Regions from separate parts of the Sus scrofa genome. Here all the other regions are linked to region 1. The links are chromatin contacts, called in public HiChIP or PLAC-seq maps. All regions are on one chromosome and are shown on one strand. Each heading gives the region's core, a stretch centred on a gene start, on an enhancer-like site or on the middle of the called end of the contact. The rest is flanking DNA. Distances are from core to core; before and after follow the strand shown. Region 1 holds the start of GTPBP1 (GTP-binding protein 1). Region 2 holds the start of GGA1 (ADP-ribosylation factor-binding protein GGA1). Region 3 holds the start of GCAT (2-amino-3-ketobutyrate coenzyme A ligase, mitochondrial). Region 4 holds the start of EIF3L (eukaryotic translation initiation factor 3 subunit L). Region 5 holds the start of MIEF1 (mitochondrial dynamics protein MID51).

Evidence for each region. HiChIP or PLAC-seq counts read pairs in DNA pulled down with a chosen protein or histone mark.
Region 2: an H3K27ac HiChIP or PLAC-seq map of alveolar macrophages shows a contact between it and region 1. The contact joins the promoter of GGA1 here to the promoter of GTPBP1 in region 1. A contact is called at or near these places in 2 of 2 datasets of contacts at active chromatin or transcription factors (alveolar macrophages and skeletal muscle).
Region 3: an H3K27ac HiChIP or PLAC-seq map of skeletal muscle shows a contact between it and region 1, with 3 times the contacts expected there. The contact joins the promoter of GCAT here to the promoter of GTPBP1 in region 1. A contact is called at or near these places in 1 of 5 promoter capture datasets (liver) and 1 of 2 datasets of contacts at active chromatin or transcription factors (skeletal muscle).
Region 4: a contact with region 1 is called in an H3K27ac HiChIP or PLAC-seq map of alveolar macrophages. The contact joins the promoter of EIF3L here to the promoter of GTPBP1 in region 1. A contact is called at or near these places in 2 of 5 promoter capture datasets (fetal liver and liver), 1 of 47 Hi-C or Micro-C datasets (liver) and 2 of 2 datasets of contacts at active chromatin or transcription factors (alveolar macrophages and skeletal muscle).
Region 5: a contact with region 1 is called in an H3K27ac HiChIP or PLAC-seq map of alveolar macrophages. The contact joins the promoter of MIEF1 here to the promoter of GTPBP1 in region 1. A contact is called at or near these places in 1 of 5 promoter capture datasets (liver), 1 of 47 Hi-C or Micro-C datasets (liver) and 1 of 2 datasets of contacts at active chromatin or transcription factors (alveolar macrophages).

The regions. Positions count from the first base shown.
Region 1 is chr5:9,320,918-9,323,458 of Sscrofa11.1, reverse strand. It overlaps GTPBP1 (GTP-binding protein 1), which reads left to right and starts at 1,267. Exons shown (of 12, transcript XM_021091480.1): 1 at 1,267-2,541. JOSD1 (josephin-1) reads right to left here and starts at 1,527. Exons shown (of 5, transcript XM_013988199.2): 1 at 1,116-1,527; 2 at 1-785. The coding sequence starts at 149.
Region 2 is chr5:10,212,570-10,215,110 of Sscrofa11.1, reverse strand. It overlaps GGA1 (ADP-ribosylation factor-binding protein GGA1), which reads left to right and starts at 1,281. Exons shown (of 19, transcript XM_021091505.1): 1 at 1,281-1,716. The coding sequence starts at 1,674.
Region 3 is chr5:10,037,209-10,039,749 of Sscrofa11.1, reverse strand. GCAT (2-amino-3-ketobutyrate coenzyme A ligase, mitochondrial) reads left to right here and starts at 1,271. Exons shown (of 9, transcript XM_013997525.2): 1 at 1,271-1,538. The coding sequence starts at 1,343. It overlaps LOC100510904 (histone H1.0), which reads left to right. Exons shown (of 1, transcript XM_003126037.4): 1 at 1-806.
Region 4 is chr5:9,994,792-9,997,332 of Sscrofa11.1, reverse strand. It overlaps EIF3L (eukaryotic translation initiation factor 3 subunit L), which reads left to right and starts at 1,268. Exons shown (of 13, transcript NM_001244086.1): 1 at 1,268-1,372; 2 at 1,912-1,960. The coding sequence starts at 1,340.
Region 5 is chr5:8,760,812-8,763,352 of Sscrofa11.1, reverse strand. It overlaps MIEF1 (mitochondrial dynamics protein MID51), which reads left to right and starts at 1,266. Exons shown (of 6, transcript XM_001929366.6): 1 at 1,266-1,457.

The DNA.
Region 1 (2,541 bases), core at 18-2,517:
GCATTGCTGTCCTGGAAGACGTTATTGAGGGCATGCAGAGCACAAAGCTCCCTGCGCTGTTTCTCATGGTAGATTTGTGGGGGTGCTGCCTGGGGCAGCTCCAATGATTCAGATTTGGCCTTGTCTCCTTTCCATGGCACGCAACTCATGTTTTTTGTTTTAAGTTCCAGAGAGGGCTAAAAACACCCTACCCTTCCCTCCTGAGGAGGAATATAAGCTTCTCAGTCTTTTCAGAATTCCTGAGGTCCACCTTAGTTTCTGGTGTCCATGATTTATGCCTTGTCACGGAGAGAAAAGGTTGGAATCAAAAGGAAAAATAATTTCCCTCTCTCTCTTCTCAATAGAAAGGTAAGGTTTAGTGTATTTCGCCACCGCTGTCAAAGTGCAGAAGTTTTAGAAATTCATATAAAACCTAAGTCCTTGTTTCCCCTCTTCTACCTTCCTCTTCCACCCCCTCCAAAAACCCTACAATTTTCTTGCTGTATTTTCCTTTCTGCAAATGCCAACCAGGCCTCAAGGCAGGAGGACCGAACGGAATCGGTCACATCGCTCCTTTTCTTCCATTTCTTTCGAACCACAACGCCACTGACTCAGGAGACAAGGCCTAGGTGGTGGATAAAACGCAGATTTCGAGCAGCTAGCGAGGGCCGGCCAGAGTGGGATCGCGGGCCGTGCTGGGGTCTCGGGGGAGGTTCTCCATCCCCTCGGGCGCGGTGGGGCCCCAAGGGGCCGAGGCGGGCGCAGCTCCCCCGGCAAGTGCGGATTCTCGCCCTCTCGGCGCAGCCCTACGAGGAGACAACTCCTGTCAGCTCCGGCAGTCCGGCCGGCCGCCGCGGGGGACCGGGTGGCGCGGGTAAGCGGCGCGGCGAGTCTGGTCCCAGCCCTAGGGAAGGTCCTGCGCAGCGACTGGCAGGCCCGCGAGGGGTGGGGCCAGACAATACGCCTCGCCCTGGGGGCCCGGGCCCACCCAGCTCGCCGCCCCCACCCCAACCTCCCCGCCCATCACGTGAGTGCAAGCCGAGGCGCCTTCCCACCGGTCCCCTAGCCCCGGCCCTAGCCCGGTCCCCCGCGCCACCCGGACAGCTTGAGAACGCACTGCCGGTTGCCCCCCTCACCGCTGCAGGCCGCCACCTGGAGCTGCGGGCCACCACCTGGGCCGCGTGCGGGCGGGCGCGCGCACCTGAGCCCGACGTCAGCGGCCCCCGCCCGGCGCGTGCTCCGGAAACGCCCTCCTTCGCCGTCCCTGCTCCCGCCCCGCCGCAGCGTCACGTCTGACGTCAGCCTGACGTCAGCGGCGCGGGCTTTGGAGCTGTGGCCGCCAGGTGTTTGGTGGGAGCGGGCAGCGTTGGCCACCCTAGGGGTGCGAGATTGGGAGCCCAGCAGCGGTTGTGGCAGCGGCAGGGGCAGCGACGTCGGCTCGCTGCAGGTAGGGCTGATGCCCGGTTCCTTGGCTCTGTTCCTTCCGGGACTGGGCAGGCCGTGCGGCCGGCGGGAGTCCCGCCCCGATGTCTGTCCCGCCCCTCGCCTCCTTTTCCCTCCCCTTCTCTCCCTCGGGCGTCGGCTCCGTTCCGGGGCGGTGACCGGGCCAGCGGCTGCACGTCAAGGTTCTCCTCACCCCTCCCCTCTCCCTGACTAGGCTTCTTGGGCCCAGTGCTTTCGTGAACCTGGGCTAGCTGCTCCTGCACTGACCGTTTTATGCTTGTCTAGCACGTCGTTCCCCCAGGTGATTTCAAAGTACCTTGTTGACGCGGTCGGGCGCAAATTCTCTTGGTTTAGTGGGCCCGACCGCCTTCACTTTCCAGGAGCTCTCTGGGTAAGTGCCTCTTCGGGAGTCACGTTTCTAGTGGACTAGAGAGTCGTTTCAGCTCCTTGGTGTCATATTTCGGCGTCTTACTCACTGACCACTGTCCTCTCACCTTCTGCTCTGGTCTCACCGTGGCGGCCATAGAGCTTTCCTCTTTTCTCAGGGCCTAAGTGCATTGTGTGTGTCAGGAAGATGAACTCAGTCCTGCATGGATTTTTTTTTTTTTTTTTTTTAACCCAAAGACATGTGGAAGGCATCGGCGAATATTCATCATCCACTGTAGTTGCTCTCCTTTTGGATTTTTGTTCAGGAAGTTGGAAAAACAATAAAAGAAAAGGTCACACTTAACAATTCAGTCATTTCTTTAACCCTACTTCAACACGACTCAACACTGTTAAAAGACAATTGAAAATCTAGTTGGCTAGATTTCAAAATTCAACTGAAAATCTAGTTGGCTTTATTAAACAATTTATAAATCAGGCAGCATCCTATCTAGTAAATAGAAAGGCAATCCGAGAAGCAGTACGAAATAGGAGATTTTTAATAGACAGAAGAAAGTGGATTGTATCGCGGTAGGTCATATTCCCTTTTAGAAAGGCAAGGGGTCTTATCAGGCCGATTACCCCAATAGTGTTGTTCAGGAAATTAGAGACTGATTGTTTAAGTTTCTACTCCTGGTAGAGGCTGAAAATGCAATTAGGTTTAAGTGTTAAATCTTGGTGGGGCTTAATTTTGGG
Region 2 (2,541 bases), core at 32-2,531, 890 kb before region 1:
AACCCACTGAGCCGCCAGGAAACACCTCAATGCGTGTTGATTGAACACTTATGTGCCAGTTATTCTTTCAAGCCTTGAGGATACATCGATGAACCAAATAGATGAAATTCCTCGTCCTCACAGAGCTTACCTTCCAGTGGGGGCAAGAGACAAAAGACACGATGAAGAAAAGAAGTAATCAGTGGAGACAGGTGCTAAGGAGAAAAGTTCAGCCGAGACAGTGAGTGGGGAGCCTGTGTTGGGGGGATTCACTTAGCAAACACTGGTTCACTGAATTCTAACAAGAATGATTCAGATGGGAAGTCTTGAGATCCAAGGAGGCTAAGTGACTTGTCCTAGGGCAGTTTGGAAAGCAGCGAGGTCAGAATTTGAACCCTGGTCAAATCTCTGCTCTCTTTAAAACGTGACCCTGGACAGACTGCATGTGCCCCTAAATCAGTGCGGTAAATGTATTATTTCTGTAACAATTCATGTCACAGTAATAAAAGAAACAAACGAAAAGAGCTCTAAGTACATATTATGTTACAGCTTTTATTGAGGAATGCAATAAACATACATATCACTTTCCTGTATAATTTTAATGGTTTGTGGGGGAGAGTTGAGAAAAGCATCTCGGTTTGCTGAATAGTTGAGTTTAGGGGAAAAACTGACCCAAGCACATGCCTCTCAAACTCCCTGATGAGGTCACCTCGGTTCTGCAAGGTGAATCGAGGTCGCTTGCGAAGGCAACGGCTGAGCAGAACCGGATTCGCCAGATTCCCTTTAACCCTCCAGGAGACAGGGAGGCTCCCGAGCACACCACGGGTCAGTTCCCCGGAAGGCCGCCAGGGGGCGACAGAAGGAAACGGACCCAGGTGAGCTCGTGACGTGCCCCGGGGCCTGGAAACTGCGGGGTGCATGAAATGATCTCAGAATGAATGCAGGAGATAGCACGGGGTTCGGGCTTTGCCACTTGTGTGACCTCAAACGATCCGGTTCATTGGTTTGTTGTGAGGAGTAAATAGAAAAATGTGTAAAAGTTCTCAAAGGAGTTCCCTGGTGGCTTAGCCGGCTAAGGATCCCCTGTTGTCACTGCTGTGGCGCAGGTTCAATACCTAGCCTGGGAATTTCCACATGCTTTGGACGCAGCCAAGGGGGAAAAAAAAAGTGCTTAAAACGATGCTTGGACAACTGTAAACACTCAATAAACTTTAACGGCCCAAGTAAGTCGTTGCCCTTTTAAGGCCCCGCCATGTTTACATCTAAGCGGAAATACCCGCTCAGGATTCCGGAAGTGACCTAAGAGCCCCTCAAAAAGATGGCGGTGGAACGTTCGGCCGGAAGCGGTCACAAGCGTTTTCGTGACGCGAAACGAATTAGAGCGTCCCGCGGGGTTTCCATGGTGCAGCTCTCAGCCCCGAGTCCTTCTGCTTCCTCTCCGGCCTGAGCGCTGTGGACGAGGAGGCCGGCAACCCGTTCCTCCCCCCGCAGTCGCCGCTTAGGGGAGGGGTTGGGCGAGCAAGTGACGCTCTAGGCGAGTAGTTCTCGTCTCTATGGTGCTGAATGCTCTCACGCTCCGCTCTCGCGCGTTGGGACGGACGTTGCCCCTTTAATCGGCCGAGGGCGGTGCCGAGGAGGTCCCGCGAGAGCGGCGGGGGGCGGGGGGCGGTGCCGAGGCTGGGGGCCCGTGGCGGATGGAGCCCGCGATGGAGCCGGAGACTCTGGAGGCGCGAATCAGTGAGTGTCCGGGAGGGGCGCGGGCCGGACCGGAACCGGAACCAGGGGCACTAGGCGGGCCCCTTCCCGACGGAGGCGGGGTACGGGGCGCCCCCTCCTCACGCCCCGCCCCCGGCCCGGGGAGGGACGGTGTCCCAAGCCGGTACCTCAGACTCTGGGTTGAATAGAGACCCCAGCAGGTGCGCGGACTGGCGACGCGAGCGGGCGCCGCCTACCCTTCCGATCCGAGGGCAGCGACCCCCAGGGAGGAGTGAGCTGCGCCCCTCTCTGTGCCCAGAACCTCCGGGATGGAGAAAGCAGCCTCCAACCCCCTCGGGCCCAGACTTCAACGCGGAACGGACGCCCTAGTCTTTCCAAGGAGCCCGGGATGGTAGCAAGCGAGCAGCCCCTGGGGCTGAACCTCAGACCCAAGAGGGAGGGATCCTGCTCCCCTGGAACCCCGAATCCTCCGCTTTCTGACGCTGCATGCGTGACTCGCTCCTATCCATTCCTTGAGCTTGCATCTCCGCTCAGATTTGCTCGTTCCCCCACCCAGGAAGGGAGGGTCCACTAACCCATGAGAGCCCCCGAGTTCTGGCCACATAGTGAGAAACCCCTAAACCCTACAGGTTTGAGTCCGGTCTCAGACTCCAGAAGTAATTTCAAGGTCTCTATCCCTGCCCTCAACCCAGCCCCTTGGCTTCTGCACCCTCACCAGACTCCTTTCCCAGCCCTCTCCTGGCTTCCTCCAAATGCCTCTGCATCCCCTCCTGTGTCTCTTCCTAATACCTGGCTTTCAGAGTATCAGCCGCTACACGGTCCACCTGACCTCCCTATCCCACACTA
Region 3 (2,541 bases), core at 22-2,521, 720 kb before region 1:
CCTCCCAGTGGTGAGCAGTGGGGCATCCACATCCAGTTTCCTTCTCACTTCTGTTCCTTTGCCCCTGTAGCCTCCCTATTGTCCTAGGTGAGGGGAGGAGGTCAAAATGACAGCTGGTCCTAGAAATTGTGGCTTCTCAGAATCAGCTGGAGACTAGCTATTGGGAGACCTCTGTGGCTTCCGAAGGTCTCCTGTGAAACAGCAGAGGAAGCTTTGGGGGAAGGGTGGGGAGTGGGTCAGCCAAGTGCCTCAGAGTGCCCTGTTAAAACTTGGTTTTTTTCCACACCATCGGATTGCATCCTAGGAGGACCTTTTTTCCTTTTCGCCTGATTTTTGGTTCCTCCTGTACAAGAGATGGCTTTGCCAGGTGGTCGGCCGGGGCTCCAGCCCTGCCACCCGCCACTTAAAAACCTCCTGACCTCTTTACTTCTGAGTCTTTTATGAGTAGTTGTAGATGGGGGAGGAGGGGGGCGGGGAGTGGACAGTGAGACATACTGCAGTTGACTTTGAATTGCTAAGTAGTTTTACAGAGCTAGGTCTGTGTGTATGTGTGTATATGTATATATACAATCTAGGGCTAGGACTTAACGTTTCACACCCGGGAGCTGGGAGAAAAAACCTGTACAGTCTTTCCCTTTTTTGTAATAAAATGGGAAAACGCGCAATTGTGCGTCCTTCCCCTCCCCCCCCCACCATCCCAACCCCCTTTTACTTTTTAAACAAGTGTTATTTGTGCCGGGAAGAATTTGCTGTCTTTGTAATTTTGAAACTTTAAAATAAAATTGAAAAAAAAAAAAAAGGAAAAAGCCCGTGCAGTGTGTTTTTCTTCACTTCCAAGCCTGGAGGAGAATGCGTAGCAATCGGATGGGCAAGGAGTGGGGGAAATCTCGGGGGCGTTTGCACCTGAGAATGGGGGAGGGTTCCAAGAGCTCGACAGAACCGGGGCAACCCTGGGGCTAGAGCGTACAGAATGTGCTTCAGCCCGCTTCCCGGCGCCTGCCTCCCGCGCCCGTAGGGCATCCCCTTAACCTTCCGAGTGCTAAGTGTGCAGGCAGGGGATGGGTGGGGGTCTGGAGGCCCGGACGCGCGTTCCTCCGCCCCGTCACTTCCCCTCCCCCTTTGAGGACAGCTCCAGTCTCAATTTACAGACCAATCCACTTTCGTCCACTGCGGATCCCGCCAGGCCCCGCCCGCCCATCCCTGGGTCCGCCTCCCCTGCCCCAGTAGCGGGGGCCCCTCGCTCTGATTGGCTGTCGGGGCCCAGCCCCCGCCACGTGATCAGGCGGGGGTCTCCGTGCGTACAGCCCGCAGCGGGCAGGCGCGCTCCGGCGAGGTGGACGCGATGTGGGCCGGCCGCATCCTCTGCGCTGCCCTCTCCCGGGCCCCCCGCGGCTGTCGCCCGCAGTCAGCGCTGGCTCAGCTGCGTGGCATTCTGGAGGAGGAGCTGGAAGGCATCCGCGAGGCTGGCACCTGGAAAAGCGAGCGGGTCATCACGTCCCGTCAGGGGCCGCGCATACACGTGGACGGCGTCTCGGGAGGTAATGGACCCCGCTCCTGCTGGGAATCGTCAGACCTGGCCAGGCGTTCGAGGGCCGTTCTGAGGCTTGGGCTGGAATGGAGGTCCTGGAGGCCGTGGGCGGGCAGGAGCACCTGCACAGGTCGCTGCTGTACCCTTCCCCATCTGTCAGGCCGACTTGTCGACTTCTCGGCTTCCCGCGGTTAGCTCTAACCTGGTTAACGCGAAGGGAGGTAATTTGCCCTTAAGCCCCTTTTTGATTCAGAGGGCACGGCTGGCCCGAGATCAAGCGCTGTGAGAATGTGAGAAAAAAAAATAGAGAGATACCAGCGGGCTCTCACTCTTCCGCTTCAAGGGAGGGTGGTGAGAAGGCGGCAGCATGAACTTCTGCGTTTCTGGAGCCGCTGCTTTGTTCAGGCTTCTATTAATTGCTGCACTTGGACTTCTGCAAACTTCAAAACGTGGGGATGACCAATCCCATTTACAAACGAAGAAGCTGACCCTCAGAGATGTGAAGTGGCTGGCGGGAAAGGCCCCAGCCAGCTGCAGGCAGAGCTGGGCTTTGGTTTGGTTTGGCATATGGAACTAGCAGGTCAGCTAACTGGCCAAAATCACAGTGAGCAAAGGGCTCCAGGGCTGCTGCAGAAGTCACACCATGAATTGGCCCACCAGGCCACCCTTGTTTCTGTCTCACACCCCACAGCTTGTCTGTGCCTGGCCCCACCAGGTGGAGGTGCTGGTGACAAGCGGACCCCCAAACCTGCCATCTGCCCAGGAAATGGGCATGGACTCCTTGGTGCTGTTGTGCTCGTTTATAAAACAGAGGTCCCTGGAAGGCCCTGCCTTGCCCTCAGAGAAGCTTGGAGCTGGTCAAAAGATGGGGAATGAGGAGAGCGAGGCTCTTTTCCTGCTTTCGCCTCTCCCAGGCTGAGTAAACCTTGCCTCCTCTGGTCAGCTGTGCTCGCTTTGGGCTTTATAATTCAAGGGTCAGGTTCTGATGCGCTTCTCTACTAGGCAGCAAAGCC
Region 4 (2,541 bases), core at 19-2,518, 670 kb before region 1:
TATATTCCCACAAAATTTTATTATTGATAATTTGGAAAAATTCCTCCTGACTTCACAATTCTTTTTTTAGTAATGCCATGAACATTTTGAGAGTTGTCAAAGTTGAGGGCAACCAGTATCAAACTTTTTTCCTATATTAACTGTAAGTTTTCAGTTAATTTCAACCTTTCTAGTGCCCTGATTAACCTTAAATACATATTTCATTGAAGACACCCATTGATCCACAGCCCGTGGTAGCTGTATCTTATACACTGAAGGCAGTAACTATTCCCAGAAGAGTATCACATAAGCATATCTTACTAAACTCAAATGTTCCCAGTAGGAATGTCTCTGAAATCCCAAACGCCACTAGACACAGGGGTTAAGTGTGACAGGAGAAATTGAAATAGAAAACGGTTCTAAGGAATTGCAGTAGAAATATTACTTTTGCAAATTTCACAAAAACCCTGTAACTATATTAGCACTCTCCTTGAGCCAACGAAGAGTCCCGGGGACTCCATGAGCCTTTTAGCTTAGTCCTACGATGGTATCACCGCTCGGTTTACAGACAAAGGAGTAAACTCAAAGCAAAAATGCGACATGAGAAGCTGGGGCCAGGCATTGCCATTCTAAATGGCTAACCTAAGGCTCTGGACCCACATATTGGCTTGTATCGCTTTGTTTTACAACCCGGTCCCTAACTCTAGGTCATCCCCAGGAGTCCAACTCCACCCACAGCGTGAGAGTTCATGCTGTAAGCGTGGGTAGGTCCCACGACAACGGCCTCACACCGCAGCTGGCTTCACCTTTGCCTGTTGCAACCTTAATGTCCAAAGTTGGGAAGCGCCTTTTCTCAACGCCCTCTCAACGCCCAAGTCTCAACTTTTACATCCAGTAACTTTATATTGTTGAGGTCGAAACGTTTGAAGACATTTTTCGCTACAGGCAACTCGCTTAACACCTAAATCCACATTCAGCCCCCCCCCACCCCATGTCGGAATTTCCCTTCACGCGAGAGGTCCGCCCGCGGGAGCTGTCAGCCATCTTTTGTGTGGCATCATTTTGTAGCTTCTCTTACTTTGCCCAACCTTTATTACGCTGAAATATTTCATGTCCTTATTTCTGAATGTTTTCAAGTACTATTGAGTCATCTTCTTTGTAGAGTCTCTATTTGAAGATAGAGGAATAATGTGTTTAATCTCATTCGCCCTTCCCAGCATGGCTGCCTCAGGTTGCCGAAGGCCCCGGAAGAGCTTCTGGTTTCCCAGCCAACTCGAGATGGGCTGGACTTCCGGCGTCCAGACGCAGGCGAGGTGCGCTTTTTCCGCTCTTTCCTCCTGGGCCTCGGAGCGCCGCAGCCATGTCTTATCCCGCTGATGATTATGAGTCGGAGGTAAGCTGCCCCTAGGCGTGTTCTGGGCGCCGCAACATGGACAGGGCTCTTTGGGTGTTGGGCCCCGCGGGGGGACAGTGTCTGGGTCTCTAGGAGCCCCCGTGGGCCGCGACCAGCCCCAGCCGGCCTCTCTGCCAGCACTGCTCTCACTGCTGCCACCCTACCCTCCCGGCTCCTCATCAGCCTGGTCTCAGCCCGCCCACCTCGCGTGTCTCGTTTTCTTTTCCTTTTCTTTCCGAAGCCCAAGAACGGAGGCTGGTCATAGGGTTCTGTGTTTCTGTAATTGAACTCTGATTTCTTAGGCCCTGGCCTTAGTCCTGCCAAACCTCGTCGATTCCCACAGCTTCTGTGCTTTGCTGTATCTCATTGCAGCTGCAACGCGGTATTGTCGTTGTCTGTTTATTCTCCCTTTTCTCATAGGGATGTGAGTTCCTCCAAGGCAGGGACTGCGTCTTACCCCCTTTGTATCCTTAGAACCCAGGAGGAGCATTTTGGATTCACGAATTGGTGACGGTCTTGTTTGTCTCTTTCGTTAACAGACTGCTTATGATCCCTATGCTTACCCGGGCGACTATGATATGCACACAGGTGAGTCTACAGTTTGTCTGGCTAGCTGGGTACTTCTAGGGATTGGCACCCTTTTGAATGTCTCAGAACAGCTTTGCCGGGCACCTGTTTAAGACTACGTCTTGATAGTCCAGGTTTGGAGTCAAGTTACTAACTCTCAAAGGGAGGGTGGTATATAGCCTATTAAACCAGGCCTTTTTCATGGTCCATCTCAAAGTCTCAGAAGGGAAGGATTACTGTCTCAGCTGTTTAAACTATTAGCTGAAGAAAAAAGCCTTTTGGGGGGGGGGCTGCCCCTGTGGCACGTGGGGATTACTGGGCCAGAAACTGAACCCTCACCACAGCATCGACCTGAGCTACTGCAGTGACAACATCAGATCCTTAATCCACTGCACCGCAGGGAAATTCCAGAAGAAGACATCTTGTGAAAAGTTAAAAGTGATTCAAACCAAGTCCAGATGAAACCTTTTTGGAAGGTTTTTGAGGTTTCCTGGGTTGTTACGATGACTTGGTTTGACTTAGCCCTTTGTACGTGCCGTGTGTTGTCCTGGATACTTTGTGTGAAGTATTTCATTTAGTCCTTACAGCAGTTCTATAAATAC
Region 5 (2,541 bases), core at 17-2,516, 560 kb after region 1:
CTGGTGGCTCCAGCCTCAGCATAGTCTCCCCTCCCCTGCCCCGAAAAGGACCTGCAGTCCTGCGTCTTCCCCAGTTCTTGCTCACTCACTCTACTCCCCTGGCACTGGTCCCCTCTCTTCTGCTCCTAGGACAGCTGAGCCTAAGGGCCCACCTGAGGGCCAACACCTGGAATGCTCCTCCCTCAGGTCCTACTCCAGGTTCCCTTATCAGACAGGCCTTCTGGCAACACTCCACATAAAAAGGCAACTCCTTTCCCTTCATCCTCTCATCCAGTAAGTTTCTCAAGTTTCTCCCGGTTCTTATCACCTCCTCTGACATCAGCCTCCACCAGAATCTGAGGACTTGATGTATTCTCTGCAGTGCCAGTGGCAGTGCTTGCAAAACAAGGATTTATGCAAGAATGAATGGAAGGGTGGGCAATTGTCCTGCCAGATGCCTTTTAATCCACACAAAAGCTGGGAGGGGTTAGGAAACTTGCCAGAGGGCAGGCAGCTGTCCTTAAGTGGTGGAACTGGGACTGGAACTGGAGCTGTCTGGGCTTGATTCCAAAGCCTGCCTGTTCCCCTCCCCTCCTAGACTATCCTTCCTCAGCCGGACACTGAACTAGGCTCTGGGGGGAAGGGGGTTTAGGGATTCCGTAAGGACATGGCTCCTGCCCTTAAATCTGGTGAGACAGAAACTAAAAAAACAGTGCCTAGCAAATAACAGGCGCCAATAACACGTTTTGTTAACTTAAGGAGTGAAGCCCTAGGTGGTCAGCAGACATTTCCGTGGAGCCCAAAGGAGACATTAATGTTGGATGAGAAAGGGGGCGGGAAAAGACTTCAACAGGGGACAGTTGAGGTGGTCCTTGAAAGGTAGGTCTTTGCCAGGGGAGCGGGAACGGCATGGAGGGTTGAAAAGAAGGCAATCTGAGAAAATGGAAGAGCTGTGAAAGCCACGATAGGGAATACTGTTAGTGTTAAAAGTCCCCCAGGAGCCCTCATGGTTCCAGCTCGAGATGGGCAGACAGTGCTGGGGCCTGGCCAGACCCCCCGGACAGACCACGGTGCTGGCAGCAGGGTGGGTGACTACCCCGCCCAGCTGCCTCCCCCAGCTTTCCCTGGCTCTGTTCCGCGGGACGACGACGCCTGGGACCGCCGCGTAGGCGAGGCCCTCAGCAGGCCGGACCCTCTGTGTTGTCACGTACGGAGGCGGGACTCAAGCTTGTGGGCGGAGCCGAGCTAGGGGGCGTGGCCCGACGTGGCTCTGGCCCCGCCCCGAGAGAGGCCTAGGCGGGGGAAACCGGAAGTCCTCCCGCCTCCCCCTGCCTCCAGGCTCTCTTCGATCCCTCCCCTCAGCTCCGTGCGCAAGGTCGTGTCCCGGAAGTGAAGGGGCCATGTTGGCGGGTGACCCCAGGAGAGGTACCGGGCGAGAGGCGAGACTCGAGGAGTGGTAGCGCGCGCGCGGCCCGCAGGTAAGTGAGGGGAGGAGTGAGGGCCAGGGCTGGGGGCTCGCCGCCTTTCCTCTCAGGGCCGCGGCCGGTGCTCCCTATCCGGCCCTGGCTACCGACCTGGCCGCCGGGGGTCTGGCCCTAGCCTGCCGGGCTTTCCCCCTGAGGCCTCTCGTTGGCCCCGCCCCAGCCTCCGGAGCCCTCCCGGGGGGGCCTGAGCCGGCCTGCCCCAGCCTCGGGGTCTTCCCTCTTCGGCTCGGTGCGAAGGCGGGGTCGGGGAAGAAACTGGGGACCCGCCGGGGCCCAGCCGCCCACTCGCCGCTCGACCTTGTAGTAACAGCTCTGGCGTGACAGTCGCTTCCTACTTCATAAAGCACTTTTCCTGTTGATTTCTGGACTTATCTCCTGCTGCGGGAGACCCTTAAGGGGGGCTGAGGGGTGCTCTTCTGCAGTTGAGGAAAAAGGGACGGGGATGGCTGCTAGCACTAGGCCGGAGGCTGATGGCTAGCTGGTTTGGGGCCCAAAGTCCAGACGTTTTTACCAAATGTTTCCCCCACTCCTTCTCGTTTCTGTATTTCAGAAACAAGGGTCATCATCATTTTTTTCCACAGAAGGACGTTTTGAGGGTTCCCTCTTTAGTATGTGCCAGGCCCTGTGCTGGGAAAGTTTGTAGAACACCTAGAAGTGCTGTGCACTTGGTAAGCTCCTAGCCAATGGTAGTAGCTGTCATTACAGAGGCAGGCAGAATTGGGGACACGCGTGCACCCCCTCTTTACAGCTGTGTGCCTGTGGGCAAGTTACTTCCCTCTGGGAGCATCAGTTTTCTCTACTTAAAATGGGGATACCGATGACACTGGTGGTGTGTTAGAACGGGATGAGTTGTCACGTGGGACCTGCTTAGCCCTCGCATGATATCTAGTAAACAGTAAGTGTTAAAGCTTGACGTGAACCCGGACCAGTTTGTAAGTTCCTCAACTTACATGTGATAAGGGATGACAAAGCACTTTACAAATGATAACCCCCTGCTGTTGTGTAAGGACTGACTGTGACAGTTTATGTGTAGCTCCATTGAATACAGATGAGAGTAGGTAACCCTAATAATAGCTGT